Linked DNA regions of Mus musculus: region 2 is linked to region 1. A link is a contact called in public Hi-C data. All regions are on one chromosome and are shown on one strand. The core of a region is the stretch at or near the end of the contact, and the rest is flanking DNA. Distances in the headings are between cores, read along the strand shown.

Region 1 (6,399 bases), core at 2,668-5,167:
CCTGGCAAAGCAACAGCTAGATGTTGAGTAAATGCGCCAATCACACTTGATTTAAAGGTTTTATTCCAGGGTGGTGGTATTGAGAGGTGGTAAGATTTTTAAGAGGTAGAATCTAAACCTTAGATCATTGGGGCATGACCTCCCTTAAACAGAACAGTGGGATGTTTTTGCCTTTCTCATTTTACTCCATGGCTTATGAACAGGTATGCTTTGTCACATGGCCCCAACCTACCTTACTGCAGAACGCAATATGGGCAGGTGACCATGGACTGAAACCAGTGAAACCATGAGCCAGACTAAACGTTTGCTCTTTTATGACTCGACTATTTCAAATCCTTGTATAATCATGAAAAGGCTAAGTGGAACAGAGAAGCAGAAATAGTCAGAGAGTATGGAGCTCCGCACAAGAAGCTCTGATAGCTTGCATGAATAGAGTCAAAGGGAGATGTTTGGGAGTGGGGCTAGGATCAGGAGCTAGAGCTCGAGTTAGTAAACAAGATATCTTCTTATTTTATAAATATCACAGAGAAGATGAAGTCACCCAGCAGTGTTCAACAGGACCTACTCTAGGTAGCACTCTAGGGACAGAGCTGAAGGAGATGACACAGGAACAGAGGACATGGTCAACAGAAGACTGAAAAATCTGGGAAGAGAGGTTGTGACTTGAGAGAAGCTATCAGGGGAGACAGAAGAGACTGCATCTCTGCAAAATCTCAGTATCCCAAACAGGGACTCTCGTTGCTCAAGACACACGGTGGAATTTCATAAATTCATTCTTTTTAATAGCAAATGGATGGACCTGGAGAGTATCATCCTGAGTGAGGTAACCCAATCACAAAAGAACTCACATGATATGTACTCACTGATAAGTGGATATTAGCCCAGAAACTTAGAATACTCAAGATACAAGATACAATTTGCAAAACTCATGAAACTAAAGAAGAACGAATACCAAAGTGTGGACACTTTGCCTCTTCTTAGAATTGGGAAGAAAACACCCATGGAAGGACTTACAGAGACAAGTTTGGAGCTCAGACGAAAGGATGGACCATCCAGTGACTGCCACATCTGGGGATCCATCCCATAATCATCCTCCAAATGCTGACACCATTGCATACACCAGCAAGATTTTGCTGAAAGGACCCTGATATAGCTGTCTCTTGTGAGGCTACGCTGGGGCCTGGCAAACACAGAAGTGGATGCTCACAGTTGGCTATTGGATGGAACACAGGGCCCCCAATGGAAGAGCTAGAGAAAGTACCCAAGGAGCTAAAGGGATCTGCAACCCTATAGGTGGAACAACAATATAAACTAACCAGACCCCCGGAGCTTGAGTCTCTAGCTGCATATGAATCAGAAGATGGCCTAGTTGGCCATCATTGGGAAGAGAGGCCCCTTGGTCTTGCAAACTTTATATGCCTCAGTACAGGGGAATGCCAGGGCCAAGAAGTGGGAGTGGGTGGATAGAGGAGTTGTGGGGGGAGGGTATGGGGGACTTTTAGAATAGCATTTGAAATGTAAATGAAGAAAATACCTAATTAAAAAAAAGACACACAGTGGAAACACTTTTGGAGGCACACAAGCATTCACACACACACCCATGGCATATATCTTCATATTTTCATGGACAGAACAGTAGCAAGATTGCCTTGAACCCAGAAATAACCACATTGAGAATTAATAACCCAAATGTGAGACAAGGAGCTTTGGGATTTCTCAAGTAGTATAGCCTGGTTGGCTTCCAACCAGTGACTCAACATCATATTGCTACTTCTTTTTCTTTTGAAGAGAAACAAAATTATTTTGCCCTATGTATTGTCAAATCCCTGACATGCAATTACCATGTATGACATGGTGTTTTAAAATATGCATAGCTAAATTGACCTAGTTAATACATATACTACCTTGAAAAGTTATATTTTATTGAGAACTTTGGTGTTTGTTATTTTGTTTTTGTTATGTTTTGTTTTGTATTTGAGGCATATTTCACATATCTCAAACTCTCACTGTAGACCAGGCTGGTATCAAACTCAATGATCTGCCTGCCTCTGCCTCCCAAGTGCTGGGATTAAAGGATTGTGCCATGACTGTTCATCTGAGGGGATTCTTAAAATCTATTCAGTTAGCATTCCTCTTTAAGAATAGGGTACATTATTATTACCAAGTGTAAGCATGCTTTTCAATAAATCTATGGAAGTAATTTCTCTTATGCTATTGAAAGTTGATATCTTGACCAACACCTCTCAACTGATGACCAATGGCAACCATGATCTGGCTATCTAAGAATTTGACTATTTCAAATTTCATGTGTGAATAATATCACGTGGCATTTCTTTTTGTTGTTCTATGTATTTCACTTAACACCCCACCCCTACTTCCTTCTGTACTGTCACAGATTGTAGGCTTTGCTACTTTCCTTGAGCCGAGTAATAGTTTTTGGCTATATGTACCACATTTTCTTTAACCATGCACACATCAGTGGCCCCATGGTTTGTTTTTATTTTCCAGTTACTGTGCCTCAGTCTACAGTGTCTGTGGAGGTGTAGGTGGTATTTGATATGCCGGTCAATGCCTTTGCAGTGAGACTCAATCCCATGGTATGATTGCTAGAATGCAGTGTAGATCTGTTGTCACTTGATTGAAAATCCGGCAACTGCTTCTACATTATCTGTCAGAAGTTGGCTTACCGTATGTTCCTAGAGAAAGCTTTCTAGTGGCCTGATTGGAACTTATGTGGGGGCACCGCATCTTGCAATGAGAATCTGACTCTTGCTTCTGTCCTTGCCACATGTATCTCCTCTAGCACGCCCTCTAAATGGTCCGAGCCTCACTCTCCTCATCTACAATGTACCTGTCTTAAGTTGATGAATAGAACTTCTAAAGCCTACAAAACTGACCAACATATATTACAAAACATATATTCAATTGACATTTACCCTTCCTGAGTGCTCTAATGCCTGTAACGGATTCTCTGATCCACTGAATCCACAGGATCTGGTACTGTCTTCCCCTACAGAGAAGGACGTACTGCAGAGAGACTCAACACAAGTCCTGACTATTTCACAGCCAGTACAAACTAACCCTAAGAGTAATGTCTTCAGACTAGCTTTCAAATGCTTTACAATGTATCACCCAGTCTTGACTCCTTCTGGTCTACAGGTATTTACTGTGTTATTTCTGTGATCACCTAGTCCCTGTGATGAAAGTAGTGATCCAGGTCCAGCTCCTGATTCCATTCCTTCATCTTCCCTTAGCAACAGTGAAGACAGTTACTTCAGTTTCTACAATAGAAGTTACTATAGAGCCTGACAAAGAGTACAAAGTACGTACTCACTGTAGTGTTGATGAATGGATCATTCTAATACAATATAGTTCAGGACTACTGTTGCTAGAATTATGGATGTTGGGCAAACAGACTGTATTCTTCAGGACACAGGTGTTGTCCAAAGCACGCACTTTAAAGTCACACATGCCAGTTTTAAATCCCAGTTCTGTATGATTCAGGCAGCTCTCTTAATCTTTCTGAACTTCAGTGTCTTTATTTCGAAAACACAGTCAACAATACTAGCCTTGAGGTGTTATTTTGAGGATTGAAAGTGCATGGCTTAGAAACTGGCACACAGGAGGTACCCAATCAATGGTGGCGATTATGTGGGGCTTCAGTGAGAGGGAGAGCATCCATCTAAACTGTGCAAGTATGGTAGGCATGTGGCTAGGGCATCTCCCCAGCCAGAATTATGGCTGGAATAGCCTGCTGGGTCCAGACACTCTGAACACAGAGTTCTTTCTCAGACTGGAGATCTTTGCTGGCCTTTCTTTCTCCATGGAACTTGGGAGGAAGAACAGGTCCTGGCCTTGCAAACTGCTATGTTTCTGTGGCTGAGTCATGTTGACCAGCTCCCAGAACAACTTGTGCCTGTGTTGTTAAAGCACAGAGGTCCTCAGGCGCCATGAAAGCCAGGCCTGCCTTTTTATCCGCCTGCCTACAAAGGCCAGGATCCCACACGTGGGACAGAATGTAAACACACTCCCCAAACCTCTATTTGCTCTCAAATTGGCCAATGTTTCCTGTCCACCCCTCAAACAGACTCCCACCTTCTATTCAGCTTCAAAGACTAAAAATGCAAATGAGAGAAGTCTTCAGGGGTGACTGGGACAGAGAAATTTTGAGCTATTTCCTGCGATTTTCAAGATTATTTCTTATAATTTTAGCAAAACATAAATAATATATATATACATACATATATATTTGCTTGGAAAAGCAGGGAAACATTAACATTGTATTAGTAATCGTATAAAATAGGACAGGAACCTAAAAATCACGTAAATAAACAATGGAAGGAGGCTTGTCATGTCAACAGGAAAGTGAATAGGGAAACTCATGACACAGGCATGTGTTGAAATATTCACAACTCCCAAGCCTGTTAGTTTTAATGACATGAGAAAGCTGGTTAACAGCTGGGAGTAGTGGCACACACCTTTGATCCCAGCACTCAGGAGGTAGAGGCAGATTGATCTCTGAGAGTCCCAGGCCAGCCTGATCTAGGAAGTGAATTGCAGCGCAATCAGAACCACATAGTGAGACTCTCTCATGAAAAATAAATACAAATAAATACATGAATTAATAATAAAAATAACAAACTGTTTATAACACATGAAAAAGTTTATGAAATTGAGCTTAGTGCAATTTTAATTATTAAGTACATGTGAAATATACTGCAAGATCATAGAGTTCTCTAGGGATTTTCATGTGTGTGTATGTGTGTACATATGTGTATATATATATATATATATATATATATATATATGCAAACATGCTTGTACAATAAATGATAAAGCTTGCTCATGTTAGAGCATGCTTTAAAATACAATAGCGTCACATTCAGGCTTTTTTTTTTTAAAGGAAGCTCTAAAACATGCAAACTTAATAAGAACCTGGATAATAAAGATTTTTCCTTCCTAAGTCTCCCAGATATAGGCATCATGTAGTCAACTAAACCAGAAGGAAGGTGAGTCAAGAGAGATGCATTAGCTGCAAAATTGGGGAAGGATATCATATAAAAAAAATTATAAAACTATTCCAGATTCTTAGTTATCCCACTAGCTCTGTCCCTAAACACTGTTGATCGTGACTAGCCTATCATTGCCCTCTGCTCCCCAGTCCATGCACTTGTAAGAAGGGGTTAATCACTCCTCCACCCATCTGTTGACTTATTCAAACACTTTCTCGGGGATCAGAGAAAAAGCACTGGCTGAAACAGATACTTGTCATGCCTTCTGGGTACTTGTGCTCTTTTATATTAAAAAAAAAAATCAAACACATAGGCTAGTGTTAGGAACATGAGGAACAATGGACAAGGTCAGAAGGTAGCATGAGCGTCAAGGTCCTTAGAGATGGCATCAGTAGGTAGGTCATTAGGTGAGAAAGAAAGTCCTACTGGTAGTCAATACTGGGCAGTGTCCCAGGGGAGGCAAGCCAGGAAGCACCAAAGTGCTGTAGCACGGGGTGGGGTGGGGGTGGGGGGTGGGGTGGGGGGTGGGGTGGGGGTGGGGGGGACATGGTTGCGCCAGCGGTGATGAAGCATAAACTTAGTGTTTTTCTCCTAAACTTTAACCAAGGTCCACCCCGCAGTCAGTCAGCAGGCTCAAAATGCTTTCAGAGCCCTTGAGAGCTAAAGTCCAAGGCCTCTGCCCAGGGAGTGAATTGATGGAATTTAAAGGCAGTGTCGCCTTGGAGCTTTGAAGGTCCGCTGAACAACTATTAGCTGATCCACTTGACAAACAGTGACGCAGTCACTATGTATGTTTGTGCCCAAGCAGGTGACGATTTTCTCTCCACTGACTCCAGTCAAGGACTTTCTGCTTCCAGATTGCAGGTTCCAGGTGACATTGGGCACACGGGATCAGGAGGGGAGTGGAACAGGTCATGCCCCAGGAAGGCAGCATGAAGCTGGACTCACCTGATGTTTTGAACAGCCCACTTAGCTTCAGTGTGGCAGGAACATATTCTTTTGAAGCCTAAAGAAAGTATGCTGATTCATCAGTTTCCAAACCCATGGGAAAAGAACCCATTGTTAAGCTTCTAATATATTTTCCCTAACCCCTACAAGGATAGCTATAGTTCAGGGAGATAAACTGGGATGAAGGTAAGGCAAAGCGAAGCAATTACTGCCATCCATAATTATAACCCATATCGTTTATTGTGTGCTAATAGCTGCATTTCCAAGCAGATGTTATTAATTAGTGAAATAACAAGGCAATTTGCATTCATCTCATTTCAGAGAAGAAATAAAACTACCTCCTCTAACCAAACATAGGTAATTCAGTTTTGTTGTTTTTCTTATAATACATGGGGAAACTGAGGCACAGAGACACTGGATTCTTTAAAAGCATCTTTAC
Region 2 (6,737 bases), core at 959-3,458, 820 kb before region 1:
TAAAGCGAAGTCAGGATGGTATATTCAGGATAAAGAAGGCTTGATTCTGGGCAGGGCAAGATGTTTACTGTCAATGACTATTGGTTATACTATCCAAAGAATTTGAGTATCAGCCCTGTATCTTGGAGACTTTGCTTGCAAGATGGGATACTTTGCTCTGCAGGATTGGAACGGTCACACTAGGAACAACTCCTAAAGACAGCTCACTAGTACTTTTTTTCTCAGCAAGATTCTTGACTTCTAGTTTCCTTTCTGGCATATATTATAGAGATTGACTGACCATCAGTGTTGACTCTGACTTGAGTTTAAATCTTGGCTTTCATCTGTCCACTCTTGAGAGTTTGAGAAAGTTGTTTACTTTCTGTGTGTATCTGGCCAAGAATACCTTCCTTCATCAGTCTTTCTTCTACCATCTAACCGTCTTCATCAGGTTTTATAGTCACCTTTTTTTCCATTATAAAATACTGGAGTTTGAAGTTCTAAAATAGTGCCTGACATATTACAAGTCACTAGTGGGCATTGGTTGGTTATTATCACTCTCACCCCATGGCAGAGATGATTTCCAAAGAGCAGAACCACCATGCACTAGATTTATTGTACAAACGATGGACCAGATTTGTCTAAATCTTCCAAATTGTCTCCCATTGTTCCTCTTTCCTTTCAGGAATGAGTCAAGAGTATACGTTTAGGAGAGAAAAGAAGAAAGGGCACAGAGTCGGGAGGCTTAGAAGATGGAAGGTTCTGGAAGGAGTTGGGAGAGGGAAAAGTATGATCAGAATATATTGTATGCAAATTTCATTTTCAATTAAGAAAAAGAGAGTTCAAGGAGTTTAGGCTGAGGATGCTGGCACTTATATACCCTGAATCTCAACATGTGCAAGGCTGAGCCAGAAGGATCATGAGTTTGAATTCAGTATGTAGTACATAGTGAAAATTAGTCTCAAACTATCATAAACAAATAAGTAAATACTGATAAGTTATTCTCTACCAGTGAAACAAGCCAATTCAAGCCAAATTAAAATATATAAAGGCAGGTTTATTGGGAGGCAGATCTTGGGCAGATTTACTGGTCCCAAGGAACAAGGCCAGAGAAGTTGCCATGGGAAGGGAGACAGAAAGGAGGGGCAAGAGAAATCGAGAAAGAGCATGTACAAGCAGGGAGAGAGAGAAAATGCAGAGGCGTATGGGAGACCACAGTGTGTGGATTATATAAGGAGAAGCTTCTGGGAGAGGGGAAGCCCAGCCCCTGGACTGGAAGGAACTGTTAACAGGCAAAGGCACTGTGCTTAATTAAAAGATGGTTTTCACAGTATGCCAGACATGCTTGTAACATGTAGGGACTGAGGAATCCTGGGAGAACCTGGAGCCAGGTCCTCTTTGACATGTTAAATAGGCACTTCAGCATCCTTTCTGGGTCTGAAACCCAATATAGGGAAAGAAGGTAAGATCAGGAGTCAGGTATTCCTTGGACTCAATCCATATCAAAAACAGTACTAAAATAGTTGTTCTATCAAGTGTTTGGACATTGGCTCAAGCCACGAAGCAGAAACTTCTAGTTTTTGGTTGTATCAGGTGTTAGCCATTGACTTAGTGCGTCATGGGAATGTCAAGCCCTTCTGGTTTAGGGAGATAAGTAGATGTGCGCCTAGTGGGTTTGCACAGAACACAGAGACCTGAGGGCAGCAGCTTTGCTGCTCATATTCTCACTCCATATGCCTCATGGTTATTAATCTGGAGTGTTCATTTAATATGCCATCTCCAAGGGTCACTTATTCTTTTATTCCCCATGTATATATTTTACTTCAATCAGCATTAAATAGGTTATTATATGCAAGTACCAGTAAAAACAGTCTATTGTTAAAATAAGTCTCCCCCCCCCCCCATCCTCAGTGTGTTTCGACTTGGGCTTAAATCCTGTTTCCCTTGACATTCTTGCACCAGATGTCTTAGGTTTTACCTTAAACAGAAAAGAATTGCTCTTCAGTGGGGCAATTGAGTCTTCAGAAATAGGAGCTTATGTTCAGCTTATCAAATTTGGATCCAGCTCCTCCTCCATGATAATTAACATGCAATGATATTCCCGAGTCTTTTTCCCCTGGCAGGGTCCTGGCAGACTTTTCAAGGTTCAAGCTGGTTCTAAATAACACTAAGATAAATCTTTGCTTTTGTCACACTGTTGAGTCGCTAATAAAGAGAGCAGGCAGGCATTGTGGCGGGCTTTCTTTGGTCAGAGAGCCCTTAATGGTGTGTCAGGATTATATAATTCACCCTCCAAGAGCATCCAAAAGAGAGATAAATTGTTTGGTTGGGAGAAATTAACCGCGGATTGATCCTATCTGTTTTAATTTAACACAGGATGGCTTAGACTACTCCTAGGAGCAGATGGGCTATTGATCTGACAATAGGATAATCAGAGCATCAAAGCTGGGGTGGGAGAGCGAAGGGAGGGGCTTCCGAAGCGCTTGGGACTTTGCCAGAGTATTCCTCTTGGAACGAAAGCCATCTTTTAATTGGGCACGCGCCTTTGCCTGCTAACAGTCCTTATGATCAGTAAGAGCTCCCAAGGACTGGACCTGCATGGAGTTTTCCTGTAAAGAGCTTATGCTGGGCGTGCTGCTTGGCAGAGGGATGCAACTTGGCAGTGGAAGGGTGTAAACTGTGGGGGAAGGAAGGGAGCAAGGAGTTGGATACTGTGCTCTGGGAAGCCGCTGCTGAAAAAAGATGGAGACAGAGATAGCAGAGTTGGAATTAGAATCATCTGGTTAAACTCAGAGGCTACACAGTCTTCCTTTCTGCCTTTTTTTTTTCTTTAAATAAACATTCTATTTTCCTGCTACCAATTTGTTTTACTTCTGCCTAATTTACACATACTACACTTATCAATAATCTTCTCCCTGATCTCAAGGGTGAGGTTTCTTTGGGAGCCAGGTAAAGGTGTATATGGAAGCTGAGTGTCTCCAGGGTGTTAGGGTTGGGGCCATGCCCTTCTTTTGTACCTGCAGTTTTGCTTGTGAGTTAGGTGTCTCCTCTGGCTCGTGGACACTCAGTTAAAAGCTCATGGCCCCAGATGCTCCCAGATGGGTCAGGCAGAGTTCTTGGGATGCTATGGTGACTACTAGGTCAGGATGCCCTGACACATAACCCAGTTGAAGACCCAGCCAAGGCCAAGTATCAAAGGGCAAATGCAGTCCAGGGGGTCAGGGAAAGGGCAAATAAGTCTTGTGAGGGACACTTGGGACTTTGACAAGCTGAGTCTGCCTGACTTTGAGAAGAGCCTGCGTCATTCATGTCAAGGGTCCTCTTTGGGGATGAAGTAGTAGTAGTGGCTGACCATGGAGAATCCTAGTTTGCCCTGGGGTTTGGTCCATTAGTAAAGCTCTGAGGGGTGTCCAATGCAGCAGGAATGTGCAGATCTCTCTCTCTCTCTCTCTCTCTCTCTCTCTCTCTCAATCTCTCTCTCTCTTTCTCTCTCTCTCTAGGTGACAGCAAGTCTTAAAAAACAAACTTGAACTGCTCTTGGTAAGGGCAATAAACGGCAACAGTGACATGTACTTAGGTCTTTTAGTTGGGGACAAGGGGAAATGGTGGTGTAGTTTCTCCCTACTCTCTTCTACCTCTCCTGCTGTCCTACCTTTCACCCTTCCAATCTCAGATTTCCAGTGATCCTCCTTATGATTTAGAGCTAGAAAGGCCTTATGTCTCATCAGGATACCCACCAACATCTCCTAAGTGCTCTCTCCACCATGGGAACCTGGAGAGACTGATAACCATATATCAGGTCACATCTATCTGGAGAGAATTTCCTAACTGTGCTGGCAACAACCACACCCACCCTACTATTGCTGAAAACATCTTGGATGTATGAGGAGAGGCAGAGGGCAGAGAAGCCTTTAAGAGAAAGGAAATCATTTATTATTCATTCAACTGGAGGATCTATTACTATAAACTTCTAGGCTCTGTGGAGTTGGTAGTGATTCTGCTGAGTTTGCATCCCAGAAAAGTGAGAGCAGCTACAAGAATCCATTTGAGATATTGTGTGCTAGGAAGATTTATTTTTTTCAGTTTTTGGTTTCTTAAATGTTTTTAACTGAGATAAACTACATTACCTTTTCCCTTCATTTTTTTTCCCACCTGCCCCTACCAGATACCCTCCTTTGAACCTCTCCACATCACCCAACTCAGGTTGATTGGTTCTTTTATTATTCTCATATACATACATATTTATGTGTGTGTATATTCATAAATACATTTAAATACAATCCACAAAGCCCATTTTTGTTGTTTGTGTGTATATGGCCTTAGGGATGACTGCTCTGTGTCAGACAACCAATAAGGGAGCTTGTCCCTAGAAGAGGCTAATTAGTTCCTTGTATTCCTTTGTCTAGGGGTGTGATTCTGCAAAAAAATTTCCTTCCCCTGTTATGATTTCCACTGATATTACTACTGTTCCTTTCTTCTTTATGCAGCTATTTCTAGGAGAGACTATTTTACAGCAGACTTCCTGGTATTCTGGCTCTAACAGTCTTCTGTAATGTTCCATGAACACTGGAGCTGTGATGTAGCTTTACCCATTCGGACTGAGTTCTTCACCATTAGTTGAGCTCTACATTGTTTCCAGTTGTGGTTCCCTGGGATGGCCTTCATTTTCTGTCAAGACAAGTTTCTTTGAATGAGGGATGGTAGCTATGCTTATCTTTGGGTATAAGGACAAGACTTGGAGTGCATATCATGGTGGCAGAAGCTGATTCTTTTCAGAAGTACATGATCTCACTTGCCCTGGGAAGCTGGCTAGGTTACCAGTACTAGATATGATTTACCTCCTGTTGAGTGTCGACAGCTGTTGGGTGTTGAGTGTGTGTGAATGTGAGTGTGTGTATGTACATGCCACTTAACTGAACCTTTTTGCTCATCTTGTCTAGGAAGACTTTTTAAAGTCCTCATTATAATAAGATTTGAGATCTTCATTTCTATGTCAAAATGAAGCTTTAAAAATAAACAAAGCCCCCCCCCCCCCACACCAAGTACTTCATATATTTCTCTTATTCAGCATCAGTTGGTAGGGGGAGTTTATAAATTTGTCTTTTATGATTTTAATTCAGTTTTAAAGGTATGACAAAAGGCCTCTGATTTAACTCAAATATTTCATTTAGATTTTTTTTTTTCATTCAGCTAAGCCTCCTTTTGCTTTCCTTTTAAAGATGCTCATCTTAGGAAAAGCGTATTTTTTTGATGGCTAAAATGATAATGACTTCTTTTTTCCACCTAAGAGAAATACCAGCTAGAGGAATGCGAGACTCTTGCCATAGTGGAAAAATAATAAAGTATATTAATAGCTGAGCAAATGGATCTTGCTGGGAAACATTTTAGACTTTCAATGGTCTCACAGAGATAGAATGGTCCTTGAACTGAAAGTCTTTTCTTCATTATTACCTTTTAGTTCTTTTTGAAAGAGGACAAAAATGCCTTTCAATTAAAATTGCCAAATCATTTGAAGTTGCGCTTGCGAATGCCTGAGGATCAGAGGCCCCTAGTGTGGGGAGTACCTGAGGCCACATGTTGGTGTGTCTTGTTAGAAATCCAGCTTGCCCCCCCCCCCCTGCTTGCCCTGCAATTTCAGTGTGGTCATGCTAACTGGGCTCAGGACTTCGGCAATAAAATTTACACATGTGTGGTAGATGAAGAGATAAAGACTACATTGGATGGTAAGCTAAGAATGAAGAGATTTTCTATTTGCCGATCCCAAGCAGTTTAATTTAGTGGCAAAGGACATTCAAATCTAATCACAGACCTTTGCACAGAGGTTTCTTGTGCAAATGGAGGAAATGGAGAGCTAGGTACAAGGGGCATAGCAGTTTGGACTCAACTAGGTTCCTTTTGTGTTCCAGCTTTGGACTTGCTGGCTAGGTGGCTTGAGCTGTCTGACCTCACACAGGCTGCCTAACTTGGGTGTCTCCATCTACTCTCTTTAATGAGGAAAATTTAGTACCTGGTGAGTTCCTGGGGCTGGTTTTAAGGTTAATGAGGTCATATATTTAAAGCAAATTGCAGTGACTACTGAATGTTAAACATTATGTAAGGTGGGCTGTTACTAACCCTGGATCTTATTTTTTTTCCTCAAGGAAAGAGATTGATTAACATTAATATCTTACACAACCCATGCTGTTCAATGCTGAGAGATAGTGTAGTGTTTTCTGAATATTGATAGAATGAGCAAATGGAAATTAATTTAGTCCATGTAATTTTTTAAAGTTTGAAAATTTCAATTTAGCTGTTCTGATTTTTTCCACTAATTTAATCACAATTCAATTAGTTAAAAAAGATCACTCTCAAACCAAGCCTCAATTTGTAACATTTTAATGTTACTTGTGGCTGGCACTGAGAGTCTCTGGAAAGGATTTGTTATGAAAAATGCTATGCAAAAATCAATACATTGCATTAAAAACAATTATGAAAAATATGACAAATGAGAAAAAACAGCTCATTATTTATTAGTAGACCTGGAAGTTATGGGAGGCCCTTTAGAGATACTTAGAGTTGGACAAAATGGGCAATCCAGTGCCATGTGAACCAGTGTGGCTGAAATATCTATTGTGTCTTTATGAAGTATCAGGGCCTGTACCAGCCTAGGAGCAGAGGAGAGGCTCTGCTTCTATTCTCCCTCCACAGTGACTGCTCAGCTTCAGAGCAAGATTAGAGAATTGCATGTATAGCTATAATGAAGGCAGAATATGAAGGGG

Evidence for each region. A called contact is a pair of places that touch in the nucleus more often than the background predicts.
Region 2: a contact with region 1 is called in a Hi-C map of uterus, with 9 times the contacts expected there. The contact joins two enhancer-like sites.

The regions. Positions count from the first base shown.
Region 1 is chr15:62,712,004-62,718,402 of GRCm38.p6, reverse strand. No RefSeq gene overlaps it. Among named protein-coding and RNA genes, the nearest start is that of Gm41333, 46 kb to the right of the region's middle. Within about 2 kb of position 3,917, at least 8 of the 459 cell types and tissues checked have an H3K27ac peak or open chromatin away from gene starts, as enhancers often do. A contact at or near this core is called in uterus, where this site is marked.
Region 2 is chr15:63,528,307-63,535,043 of GRCm38.p6, reverse strand. No RefSeq gene overlaps it. Among named protein-coding and RNA genes, the nearest start is that of Gm25702, 50 kb to the right of the region's middle. Within about 2 kb of position 2,208, at least 28 of the 459 cell types and tissues checked have an H3K27ac peak or open chromatin away from gene starts, as enhancers often do. A contact at or near this core is called in uterus, where this site is marked.